Linked DNA regions of Macaca mulatta: region 2 is linked to region 1. A link is a contact called in public Hi-C data. All regions are on one chromosome and are shown on one strand. Each heading gives the region's core, a stretch centred on a gene start, on an enhancer-like site or on the middle of the called end of the contact. The rest is flanking DNA. Distances are from core to core; before and after follow the strand shown. Region 1 holds the start of GLT8D1 (glycosyltransferase 8 domain containing 1). Region 2 holds the start of NEK4 (NIMA related kinase 4).

The links. Hi-C and Micro-C count contacts between places; a contact is called where the count stands out from the background.
Region 2: a Hi-C map of liver shows a contact between it and region 1, with 2.4 times the contacts expected there. The contact joins the promoter of NEK4 here to the promoter of GLT8D1 in region 1. A contact is called at or near these places in 2 of 14 Hi-C or Micro-C datasets (fetal cortex germinal zone and liver).

What each region holds. Positions count from the first base shown.
Region 1 is chr2:116,260,530-116,266,468 of T2T-MMU8v2.0, forward strand. It overlaps GLT8D1 (glycosyltransferase 8 domain containing 1), which reads right to left and starts at 3,650. Exons shown (of 10, transcript NM_001266211.1): 1 at 3,361-3,650; 2 at 1-46. The coding sequence starts at 9. It overlaps SPCS1 (signal peptidase complex subunit 1), which reads left to right and starts at 3,762. Exons shown (of 4, transcript NM_001193749.1): 1 at 3,762-4,193; 2 at 4,557-4,616; 3 at 4,706-4,792; 4 at 5,598-5,939. The coding sequence starts at 3,957. The coding sequence ends at 5,723. The region is part of intron 2 of LOC144339230 (a long non-coding RNA gene); the gene reads left to right. It overlaps LOC144339232 (a long non-coding RNA gene), which reads right to left. Exons shown (of 2, transcript XR_013414025.1): 2 at 4,041-5,005.
Region 2 is chr2:116,337,346-116,343,339 of T2T-MMU8v2.0, forward strand. It overlaps NEK4 (NIMA related kinase 4), which reads right to left and starts at 3,860. Exons shown (of 14, transcript XM_077993086.1): 1 at 3,586-3,860; 2 at 1,258-1,524. The coding sequence starts at 3,678.

The DNA of each region.
Region 1 (5,939 bases), core at 2,400-4,899:
GAATGACATCTTTTTCTTCTGTCATATAAATTAGCAGTTATTAACCCTACAAAACAAAACAAGCCCCCAAAGTCAGTAAGTACATGAGAAGGGACATCAAAATGCCCTAACACTTTTTTTTTTTTTTTTAAATTCAGGAAGAAACAGGAGGCATATATGGTATTCTGCAAGAAACTCATTTTGAATTAACAGTTTCCAAGAACCCAATTTCAGATCTGAAATTTTTGTAGTAGTCATTAATAAAAAACTTTAAAAAAGCTGGAGAAATACATAAGCTTAGTCTTGTATATTATACATCACAAGATGAAAAGCAAAAAAAAATTTAAGAATTAAGTTTTAGCCAGGCACGGTGGCTCATGCCTATAATCCCAGCACTTTGGGAGGCCGGGGGGAGGGGGGGAGTGGATCACGAGGTCAGGAGTTCAAGACCAGCCTGGTCAAGATGGTGAAACCTCGTCTCTACTAAAAACTGCAAAAAAAATTAGCCGGGCGCAGTGGCAGGGGCCTGTAATCCCAGCTGCTCAAGAGGCTGAGGCAGGAGAATCACTTGAACCTGGGCAAGAGAGGTTGCAGTGAGCCGAGATCGTGCCATTGCACTCCAGCCTGGGCAACAGAGTGAGACTCCGTCTTTAAAATAAAAAATAACAGAATTAAGTTTCTACTTAAAATTCCTAAAGTAGACATGGATTCAGGTTGTCTATGACCAAGTAACCTGAGGTCTTAGCCTCATCAGTAAAAACATGCCTGTTCAGAGTTGTATCCCATTCACCTTTAACATGAGTGTCCTCAGAGAAAAGAATATTATCCAAATTCACTTGACAAACCCACAGCAGAGAAAAAGTTACAAAAATTCACAAAATCCAATCGATATCAAAAGTTTGGAGTGCATTTCTAGCCATCGTAACTAGCAAAAACAAGAAAATGTTTATTTTAGTTTATTTTTTTAAACGGAGTCTCATTCTGTCACCCAGGCTGGAGTGCAGTGGCATGATCTCAGCTCACTGCAACCTCTGCCTCCCACATTCAAGCGAGTCTCCTGCCTCAGCCTTCCCAATAGCTGGGATTACAGGCGTGCACCACCATGCCCAGCTAATTTTTGTATTTTTAGTAGAGATGGGGTTTCACCATGTTGGCCAGACTGGTCTCGAACTCCTGACCTCGTGATCTGCCCACCTCAAGCCTCCCAAAGTGCTGAGATTACAGGCGTGAGCCACTGCGCCCCGCCAAAAAAACATTTAAGGTGCTATTCCCAAAAACCATCTCTGTTAGCTAGCTATTCATCTCTTAAGAAGGTGGTGTCTAATTGTCACACTGTCCTGGTTGGTCCTCCTCAGCTCATCTGACCTTCACCTTTTCTTTTTTTTTTTTTTTTTTTTTTTTTTTTTTGAGACGGAGTCTCGCTCTGTCACCCAGGCTGGAGTGCGGTGGCCGGATCTCAGCTCACTGCAAGCTCCGCCTCCCGGGTTCACGCCATTCTCCTGCCTCAGCCTCCCGAGTAGCTGGGACTATAGGTGCCCACCACCTCGCCCGGCTAGTTTTTTTGTATTTTTTAGTAGAGACGGGGTTTCACCGTGTTAGCCAGGATGGTCTCGATCTCCTGACCTCGTGATCCGCCCGTCTCGGCCTCCCAAAGTGCTGGGATTACAGGCGTGAGCCACCGCGCCCGGCCGACCTTCACCTTTTCAAAACAATTCAGTGGAAACAAGATAGTAGGTGGAACTAAATTTATTTAAAAAATAAATTCCTTCAACAAGCTCTTGGTAAAATGTTTCCTTAAAGACATTTTACCAACCAAGATATTGTGAACCCACCTTTTAACCCTTACTATAGACCCTGGATCTGTAACTACATTTTCATTAGAGTATACAATTGTGTACGATTTGATTAGCAACACAGTTGGTCCTCAGTATCAGTCAGGGATTGGCTCCAGGACTCCCCATGTATACAAAAATTCACGAATGGTCAAGTCCCTTATGTAAAATGGCATATTAGAGTCAGCCCTCTGTATCTGTAATTTCAATCCGTGGTTGGTTGAATCCAAGAATACAAAACCGTGGATACAAAAAAAAAAAAAAAAAAAAAAAGACCACACTGGCCAGGCGTGGTAGCTCATGCCTATAATCCCAGCACTTTGGAAGGCCAAGGTGGGTGGATCACTTGAGGTCAGGCGTTTGAGACGAGTCTGGCCAACACAGTGAAACCCCATCTCTACTAAAAACACAAAAATTAGCCGGGCTAAGTGGCGCATGCCTGTAATCTCAGCTACTCAGGAGGCTGAGGCAGGGCAATCACTTGAATCCAGGAGGCAGAGGTTGCAGTGAGCCACGATCGCACCACTGCACTCCAGCCTGGGTGACAGAGCGAGCCTTCATCTCAAGAAAAAAAAAAAAAAAAAAGGCCACACAAAGATGTATCTATTTATACACACATCAGAAAGTCTGTTCAATCACACCAAGAAATACAGAGCATGGGAAGGAAACAGGAATAAACTCTTGCCCATCCCTCATTCTGCCTTCTACACGTCCTGACTCCTTCTGAGGTCAGAAAAGTGTCAAAGGTGTCTGCATTTTACTGTTTGGTCTCTGCCACGTGCAAGGATGAAAGGGCACTGAGGATATACATACACTTTCTCCTACCCTTTCATCTGGCTGGCTCCCACTTGGCTTTCAGAAGTCAAGGTAGCCTCCTCCAAACTCCACGTTGAGCTGCACCTCCCCTGAGCTCCCACATCTGCGCCTCCCTCTCCCAGGGCTAATCCAGCTATCATGTATTTCTGGCGTGATGTGGCTGTCTCCCTTGACACGCTCTGGGCTCTTCCAAGGCAACAGCCTGGTCTTGGTAACAACCGTGTCCTCGGTCCGTTGTCTGGCACAAACAAGGTGCCGTGAATATTTGCTGGTTGCATCAATGAGGACAGCAGTCCCACCCTGTCCCGGGAGTGCCTAGAATCTCACTATCTGTGGCTAACCCTGAGTACATAACCTGGGGGCCGGAGAGCCCGCTGGGACCCAGAAGCCCGGGTTCCTCAGAACGGTTTCTCTCCAAAACGTGGGCATCCCACCTGGCTCACGGTAACAGAGGAGGGTCTACGATTTAGAGATACACCAGCCTTGAAAGAGAGGCTGAGTGAACCTTTGGCTGGCCTCTATCAGGAGGGCCCAGCCTGGATCTGTGAGGGTCAGTAAAGTCGGCCAGAATGTGAGAGGGCCGAGTTCGGGAGCCCCCAGATGAGGGACTCTCCACGCGGATGAGAGGGACAACCGAGGACCGAGGTCCCCTCTCCAAGGAAATTCTCTCTCTTGTGGATGCCGCCTAGGGTAGCCCCCTAAATTCCAAGGGTCAGTAGGGCCCCCCCCTTACACTTTGAAGTGATCGGAAAGTGTTGCGACGCTCCGGGGATCCCGCCAGGCTCAGAGATACCCCTGCTTAGGGCTCCGACAAGTCGTTCCCCTCAAAGGCTCGCCGCGGCCGCCTTTACTGCAGGCGATGGAGGAGATGGGGATGCAGCCCCGGCCCGCCCTGCCAGCTCAGCGCCCGCGCCGCAGGCCCCGGGGCCCAGCCCGTTGTCTGGCCGCCCGCGTCCCCTGCACGCTGGGCCGAGCCCACTTGCCCTCTAGCTCCGCGGCAGCCGCGCAGCCCCACAACACCCAACCAACCCGCAGCGGTGACCGCTAGAGCGTCGCGCCAAGCAGGCGCAGCGGGGCAGCCCTGCCGCCGGGGTCCTCGCAGAGAAAAGACCGTCGCCATGGAGACGCGGCGCGCGCTGGCGGCCATTGGGCCGCGCAGGCACTGTCAAGGACAGTTTTCGGGACGGGGCCCGCGGCTCCAGGCACCCAACAGCACTGACGGTGAACCCTTCACGGCCGCGCGATGCCTCGACGCGGCGGCCGCCGCCGCCACCACCTCAGCTGCCCTCGCGGGCAGCACGCCGCGACAAAAGCGCACGTCGCCTAGCGATGGTGCGGGGCGGGGACATGGGCTGTATCGGCCCGTCGGAGACTTCCGCTTCCGGGGCCGCGGCCATCGCTCTCCCGGGCGTAGAAGGCCCGCCTGGCAACGCGCAGTTTCAGACCTTGGCCCTCACAGTCCATAAGTCTCGGTCGCCCTCGCCTCGCAGCCTGCCACCCGCGGTCGGCTGCCCGCCTCCTCAGCCAGCCATGCTGGAGCATCTGAGCTCGCTGCCCACGCAGATGGTGAGGGCGCAGCCCCGGGGACCTCCGCACGCAGCTCCTGTGCCTGGCAGCTTCGAAGCCCCTGTCCGAGCACCGACCTAGTGCTGCTCTGTTCCGGGCCCTGATGGTTACCCTCCACCCTCTTTACCGAATTGCCTCCTGGGTCCCCTTCTCTTCTACTCCGCGAGAATCTCCTGTCCATTCTCCGTGAGGGTGTTTCAGTTCCTCCCGGGAAGCCCAGAATTTAATTTCTTGCCCAGGTCCATAGGTGAGCGGGAGACCCTGATATTGGGGTTACCCTGTGCCAAAGTTTTGAGGTCAGGGCAGAAATTGTTATCTTCTCGGCGGTGGATCCAATTCTTTTTTTCCTCTGCTTCACCCCAGGATTACAAGGGCCAGAAGCTAGCTGAACAGATGTTTCAGGGAATTATTCTTTTTTCTGCAGTAAGTATTGGTTTTACGTGTAATCTCCGCCCCCGCCTCCCTCCCAACCCTCAGTTTGAGTGTGTTTAATATACTTCATTTGTCTCTAGATAGTTGGATTTATCTACGGATACGTGGCTGAACAGTTCGGGTGGACTGTCTATATAGTTATGGCCGGATTTGCTTTTTCATGTTTGGTAAGAAATTTGTGGGTGTTAGTGGCAACCTGGGTTTTGAGAGTCGGGTTGGTTTGGTTAGACCTACTCAGTAGTGAGACCCAAAGCCAATGTTTCCCTCATCCTTCCAGACAGCGTTTCCCTTTGCTATCATTGGAAAAGTAGAATGCCAAAATAGTGTCAGATGGTGTGAACTATATAAAAGAACATAGCTTATTTCCTTTGGCAGCTACTCTAGGTAATAATCTTAAGGTCAAAGCCAGCAGGAGTTTTTCATGGTGCTCACATTGCCCCCTCACCTGTTATTTATTTATTTATTTATTTTAAATTTTTTAAGACGGAGTTTCACTCTGTTGCCCAGGCTGCAGTGCACTGGGGCGATCTCGGCTCACTGCACCTTCTGCCTCCGGGGTTTAATCGATTCTCCTGCCTCAGCCTCCCGAGTAGCTGGGACTACAGGCTCACATCACCACACCCAGCTAATTTTTGTATTTTTAGTAGAGGCAGGGTTTCACTGTGTTGGCCAGGCTGGTCTCAAACAATCCGCCTACCTTGGCCTCCCAAAGTGCTTGGATTACAGGCGAGAGCCACCACACCTGGTCCCTCACTTTTCTTTTAGGTCTTAAAGCCATTTGTGTAGGCAGTAAGCCTGTTCCCATCATCTTACAGTGTTTTGCATGGACGGTGGCACAGAGCCTTTATAGGAATATGGATTTTTTTGGTTTTTGTTTCCTCAGCATGGGAGTCGTTTGGGAACCTGGCATTATACATAATTTTTTAAACTTTTAATAGCTATAATTTATGCATTTCCTTTTTTCTGACCCAGCTGACACTTCCTCCATGGCCCATTTATCGCCGGCATCCTCTCAAGTGGTTACCTGTTCAAGACTCAAGCACAGACGACAAGAAACCAGGGGAAAGAAAAATTAAGAGGCATGCTAAAAATAATTGAGGTTTTCATGATTCAGCACCTGCTTTTGTTTCCTGTGAGATGAGCTAAATTGCTTTCATACCCCAGAAAAGAGCTAAAACCATCTAATGCTCTTATGGCACAGCTGTGTGTAGATTTAGTTCTCTTTATACTTCATTTCTAGCACAGTTGGGTCTTGATTTATATAAGTAGTTTAGACCTTCTCTTCATAATCTTGCTGTGAAATGGGGAACAGAA
Region 2 (5,994 bases), core at 2,610-5,109, 77 kb after region 1:
GATCACTTGAGGCCAGGAGTTCAAGACCAGCCTGGCCAACATGGCAAAACCTCATCTCTACTAAAGAAATACAAAAATTAGCTGGGCATGGTGATGCATGCCTATAATCCCAGCTACTTGGGAGGCTGAAGCATGAGAATCTTTTTTTTTTTTTTTTTTTTTTTTTTTGAGACGGAGTCTTGCTCTACCGCCCAGGCTGGAGTGCAGTGGCCGGATCTCAGCTCACTGCAAGTTCCGCCTCCCGGGTTTACGCCATTCTCCTGCCTCAGCCTCCCGAGCAGTTGGGACTACAGGCGCCTGCCACCGCGCCCAGCTAGTTTTTTGTATTTTTTAGTAGAGACGGGGTTTCACCGTGTTAGCCAGGATGGTCTCGATCTCCTGACCTCGTGATCCGCCCGTCTCGGCCTCCCAAAGTGCTGGGATTACAGGCTTGAGCCACCGCGCCCGGCCAGCATGAGAATCTTGAACCCAGGAGCGGGAGGTTGGAACAAGCCATGATTGAGCCATTGCACTTGAATCTGGGCGACAGTGACACTCTGTCTCAAAAAAAAATGCTTACAAACTCCCACTGAAGGTAGGCAACTTATACAAAGTCAGACACATGAAATCCTCAGCTTAATAATATTTTCAAGTATAGCAAGAGCATTTTTATTTAGAGGAAGTATCTCAGAATTTAAACATGGTCACTTAATTCTGGACAAGTCTACCCAGTTCCAAAATAATATTTCATAAACAGTCTTGCTTTTGAGTTACATGCATATTAAAACACAAACTTGTAGGAACACTTATTCCATCTTATAGAATGAAGTGCTGCCCAATTCTAAAAAATAAAAAAAAAGAAAACTTATTTTGCATTTCCATCTACTGTACCCCAGCAGGGTGACAGATGAAATCACTTGGGCATATCAATTAGCCTAGCTACCTTTCAGCATGACACAACTGACCAATGGATAACAAACATAGTCACTCTTTGCTCTTGGTTGCCTCAGGGTCCTTAAAATTGACTTTGCTATAAATATTAAATGAGTGGGCTTCCCCTGCAATTAGATATGAAATCTAGGTCTATTTTAATATAGGTATCAGTTGCTTAGAAAAGTTCCAATGCTACAGCAAGAGTGACTGGGTCAACTTCACAAATGAATTTTCCAAAAAATACATTTCCATATGTAAGTATCTGAAGAAAAATTTTCCTAAAATACACCTGCCATCTTCTTGTCATCTGGGAATAAGCTAGGATGCTATTAGTCTACACAGTACCTGCAAAGCCATGGCGATCTGTACAAACCACTCTACCACCTGATTCTCAGGCAGAAGCTGCCCTTTCTGCTCCTTAAGCTTTCGGTACAGATCACCTCCTTCACAGAAGCCCATGACGATGTAGAGCAGACCATCTCCTCCTTCCCATGACTCCTTGTAGGTGACAATGTTGGGATGCTTCAACTGAGACAAGAGCTGGGCTTCCTGTTCAGCAGCTCGCCGCTCTCGGCTAGAGGCATTTCGGAGGTTCAGTTTTTTGATGACATACTAAAAACAAAACATGTATTTTTACAACGTGCAAATAAACACAAGATTTGTGGCCTCAGAGTTATCTAAGGGCTCTCAAGAATATCCTCAAAACCAACCTTGTAGAGCCTGTCAGATAACCTATTCATTTTGTTTTTCACCAAGTACAAAATCAGGGAAAATATTTGCTATTATTAATGATACTTCTTATAAGTTAGATTTGTAGCACTGTAAGGCCACAAAAAAATTACCTTTCCATCTGCATTTCACAATTTCATTAATGACTAAAAAAAGTGAGTTCAAGATAACATACTATTGGATCAATTATAAAACCTGTGTTAGCAATTTCTTAATGTCTGGCCGTACACAATGGCTCACGACTGTAATTCCAGCACTTTGGGAGGGCAAGGTGAGTGGATCACCTGAGGTCAGGAGTTCAAGACCAGCCTGGTCAACACGGTGAAACCCGTCTCTACTAAAAATACAAAAATTAGCCCGGCGTGGTGGTGTGTACCTGTAGTCTCAGCAACTCGGAAGGCTGACACAGGAGAATCGCTTGAACGTGGGATGCAGAAATTGCAGCAGTGAGCTAAGATTGCACCACTGCACTCCAGCCTGGGAGGCAGAGCAAGACTCTGTCTCAAAAAAATTTAAAAAAAAAAAAAAAAAGAAATTTCTTAACATCTAAACTCTCCCAAAAAGGTGCATAAAATATGGCTTGAATATACATTTGCAGACAGAATAGTCCATGGATTACATTAGATACTCAAAGGGATCCATGGCCCCATAAGTTTAATAGTCACTGATCTTCAGCATAGAAAATTATTCACTTAAAAGAAATCAATAGCCTCTAACACCTAATACATTGCCCTCAATCATTTCAAAGACCATACAATTCATTTCTTCAACACATACATAAATGTGTTTTGTGAAGTGTAAACTAAAGCTCAAATAACTAGCTATTGCTAGTTCCCTATTATCAGCCCCAAAATCCAATGATTCCCCCAATGCCTACTGAATAAATCTCTTATGCATGAGCTTGTGTTCCAGCAAAGCAACTAGCACCAGAGACAAGGAAGAACAGGCAATTGGGCCCTATATTTAGCGGGGACATCTCCTCTCAGCTTGGCTGGAGCAGTCCTGTTGTCCTGGTGTAACTATTGATAGTGCCTCCTTTCAGTTTCAAAATTGTCCCAGTTTGTACAATACATTATATTGTCACCCTATTAATATACCACATTGAAGAATTGGTTCATTATCCTGAGGGTAATGGGATAAAGTGTTTTAAAGAAAGGAGGAGTGACATCAGATTTAAATTTTAGAAGGATCACTAAGGCTGCAATGAAAGTGATGGATTGGAGAAAAGCAAGTCAAGTAGCGGCGACCAGTTGGGAAACTGTGGCCATAGCCTAGCTAGAGAAAACAAGGTGTCCTGGATTAGGGTGGTACCAATAGAGATGAGAAGAGGCCTACTGTCTTAGTGATAGATAAATATAATCAGTGTTGGGGTGCGTGGGGAGGCTTAAAAATGACTTCAGGTGTCCGACTTGGGCAACTGGTGGGTTGGTGTCGCTATTCACTGAAACGGAAGACATGAAATAAGGTTTAGCGGGAAGAAAATGAGTCCGAGTTTTAAGTGAGTCCAGCAGTCTACAGTAGAGACCTTTGAGGCCCATTATGCAAGGAATAATGCTTGCTAGGCGCTGTGTTAAGTCCTGGGAATGCATGATACCTGCTCTCATGAGATTGTCGGGGGTGGGAGAAAGGTGTGTAGATCAAGCATGTCAATTAATACAACAAAGAAATAGATATGCAGAGACTGAAAATTTTTCATAAAACGAAGAATCGTAATTAAAGAAAATGAAAATTAAAAGGAAAAAAAGTAATACAACAAAGAAGTAGAGGAAGTTCTGGGCGCATATTACAGGGAGGCCTGGCCTCATCTTGGTCTGGGACCATCTCCCTGAGGAAATGCCATCCGAGATGAACCCCTTGCGACCACTCCCGATCTAATCTACCGGTAGGCGCCCTCGGCGCACCTCTGCCCGCCCCCGGCCCTTGCCGGGCCTCACCCCTGCAGACCTGCTTGCCGTCCCGCCGGTGCTTCACAAGCGTCACCTCTCCGTAGCTCCCCTTGCCCACGACCCGCAGGTAGCAGTAGGCGGCCAGGGGCATGTTCCCAGCGCTGGCCCAGAGTCGGGATGCGGCGGCAGCGGCGGGTAGGGCAGCGGGCGGCAGCAGGAGGCTCGGTTCATGCCCTAAAGTGTGCAGTGGGGGCGGCTGTTGAGGCAGCCAGGCCCGGGCGGGATCGCAGGGTCCCAGCCCACGACGACGCCGCTGCCATAGCGATCCGGGCCGGGAGCAGTCCTGCGCATGCTCCTGCGTCCCCAAAGGACGGCCATAGAGCGGACGCCACGAGCGGCCAGAGAGGTTCCGCAGCCCCGGGAGGACCCGCCATAGAGCAGAGGCTCCAGGAGGCCAGAGCGACCTCTCCAGGCCCCGCGCGCTATCTGTTCGTCGGTTCCACCGTCCGGGTCCCCGCCACGGCAGAGTCGGGGAAAGCTTCCTCTTATTGTGCACTTGTTTGTCCTAAGCCCGTTACAAGTATTGTTCGTTCATTCTACGAATATTTATTGACTGCCTATGTGCCAGGCCGACAAAGCCCCTTCCCTCCTGGAGCTCATGTTCTAATGATTGGTGACAGACTGTACCAGTAACATTTGCTGTATCCGCTTTATCACATGCCGTCTCTGCATCCAGCAATCCATCCTATTTTTTGATACATTCAAAGTAAATTGGAGATATCAGTACCTTTCATCCCTAAAAACTTTCGCCTGCTAATTGAGAACTACAAAGACTCCTCAGCAGTTAACGACTGCCCTAACCACTGCACTAAGAGACCTGACTAAACTCTAGCATGGCGTTATGCTAAGTTAATAGCCTAAGGGCGGATCTCTAGGTGGACCTAGGCCCCTTTAAAATGTCTGCCCAAGAAAGCTCAGGGGTGCCAAAAGAATTCACCATTTGTTCCAGCCAATGCCTCCCTTTTCTAGACCGCTTCTTTTTTTTTTTTTTTTTTTTTTTGAGACAGCGTCTGGCCCTGTCACCCAGGTTGGAGTGCAGTGGTGCAATGGTGCTCACTGCTGCTTAGACCTCCTGGGCTCAAGCCATCCTTCCAACTACAGGCACACACCTCCATGCCTGGCTAATTCTATTTTATTTTTTTCAGAGACAGGGTCTCACTAAGTTCCCCAGACTGGTCTTGAACTCCCGGGCTCAAGCAGTTCGCCCACAGTGGCCTCCCAAAATGCCGATATGTGTGCCATTGTGCCTGGCGTCTTTCCTTTTTATGGCCAAATAATATTCCATTGTATATATATACACCACAATTTGTTTATCCATTCATGCAGTCATGGACACGGATAGCTTCCATCTTTTAACTATTGTGAATAATTCTGCTATAAACATGGGTGTACTAATATCTGTTTGAATCCCTGCTTTCTTTTTAATTCATTTGGGTATACACTCAGAAGTGAAATTGCTGGATCATATGCTAATTCTAGTTTAATGTACTGAGAAACCACCACACCATTTTCCACAGCAAGTTGAACCGTTTTACATTCCCATCAGCAATCCACAAGGGTTCAAATTTCTCCTCATCCTTGATCTATATCTTGATAGGAGATTTGGGTGTATGGATTTGTCAAAATTATCTAATGCTAAATTTAATATTTGCACATTTTCCCTCAAAGCAAATTTCATCTTCACTAGAAAACCAAACAAAAAGAACCATAAATAAAGATTGAACTCTAGTTAATGATATTATTAAAGATAAACAGGCCGGGCGTGGTGGCTCATGCCTGTAATCCCAGCACTTTGGGAGGTCAAGGTAGGCGGATCACGAGGTCAGGAGATCAAGACCATCCTAGTTAACACAGTGAAACCCCATCTCTACTAAAAATACAAAAAATTAGCCGGGCGTGGTGCTGCACACCTGTAGTCCCAGCTACTCAGAAGGCTGAGGCGGGAGAATGGCGTGCACCCAGGAGGCGGAGCTTGCAGTGAGCCGAGATCATGCCACTGCACTCCAGCCTGGGCGACAGAGCGAGACGTAAACAAAGCCAAGCATTAAAACGGTGAAAATAGATTTTATTCAGTAACTACTGGCGGTAGGGGAAAGAGCTGAACTCCATTCTATTTGTGCAGAGGTGATTGGGCATTCCAAAGGAAGAATAAGGGAGTAGGCAGGGGAGCAAGCAGGGGCTCACTTAGAGTCTGGGAAGTGAAAAATTAAAAGGATTGGTTAGCGTAAATGTGATTAGGCCAACTGTGTCTGCTAGCTGGCAATCAGGGAAGTCAGGATTCTATTCTCCCACATAGACTGGGAGACATGAGCCCTACCTTTCTGATGATTACATTTCAAAGGAATGGATTTTAGGTCCTTGAGAAAGACATTCCTAGGATGTAGGAAATACATAGGTATATATCTCA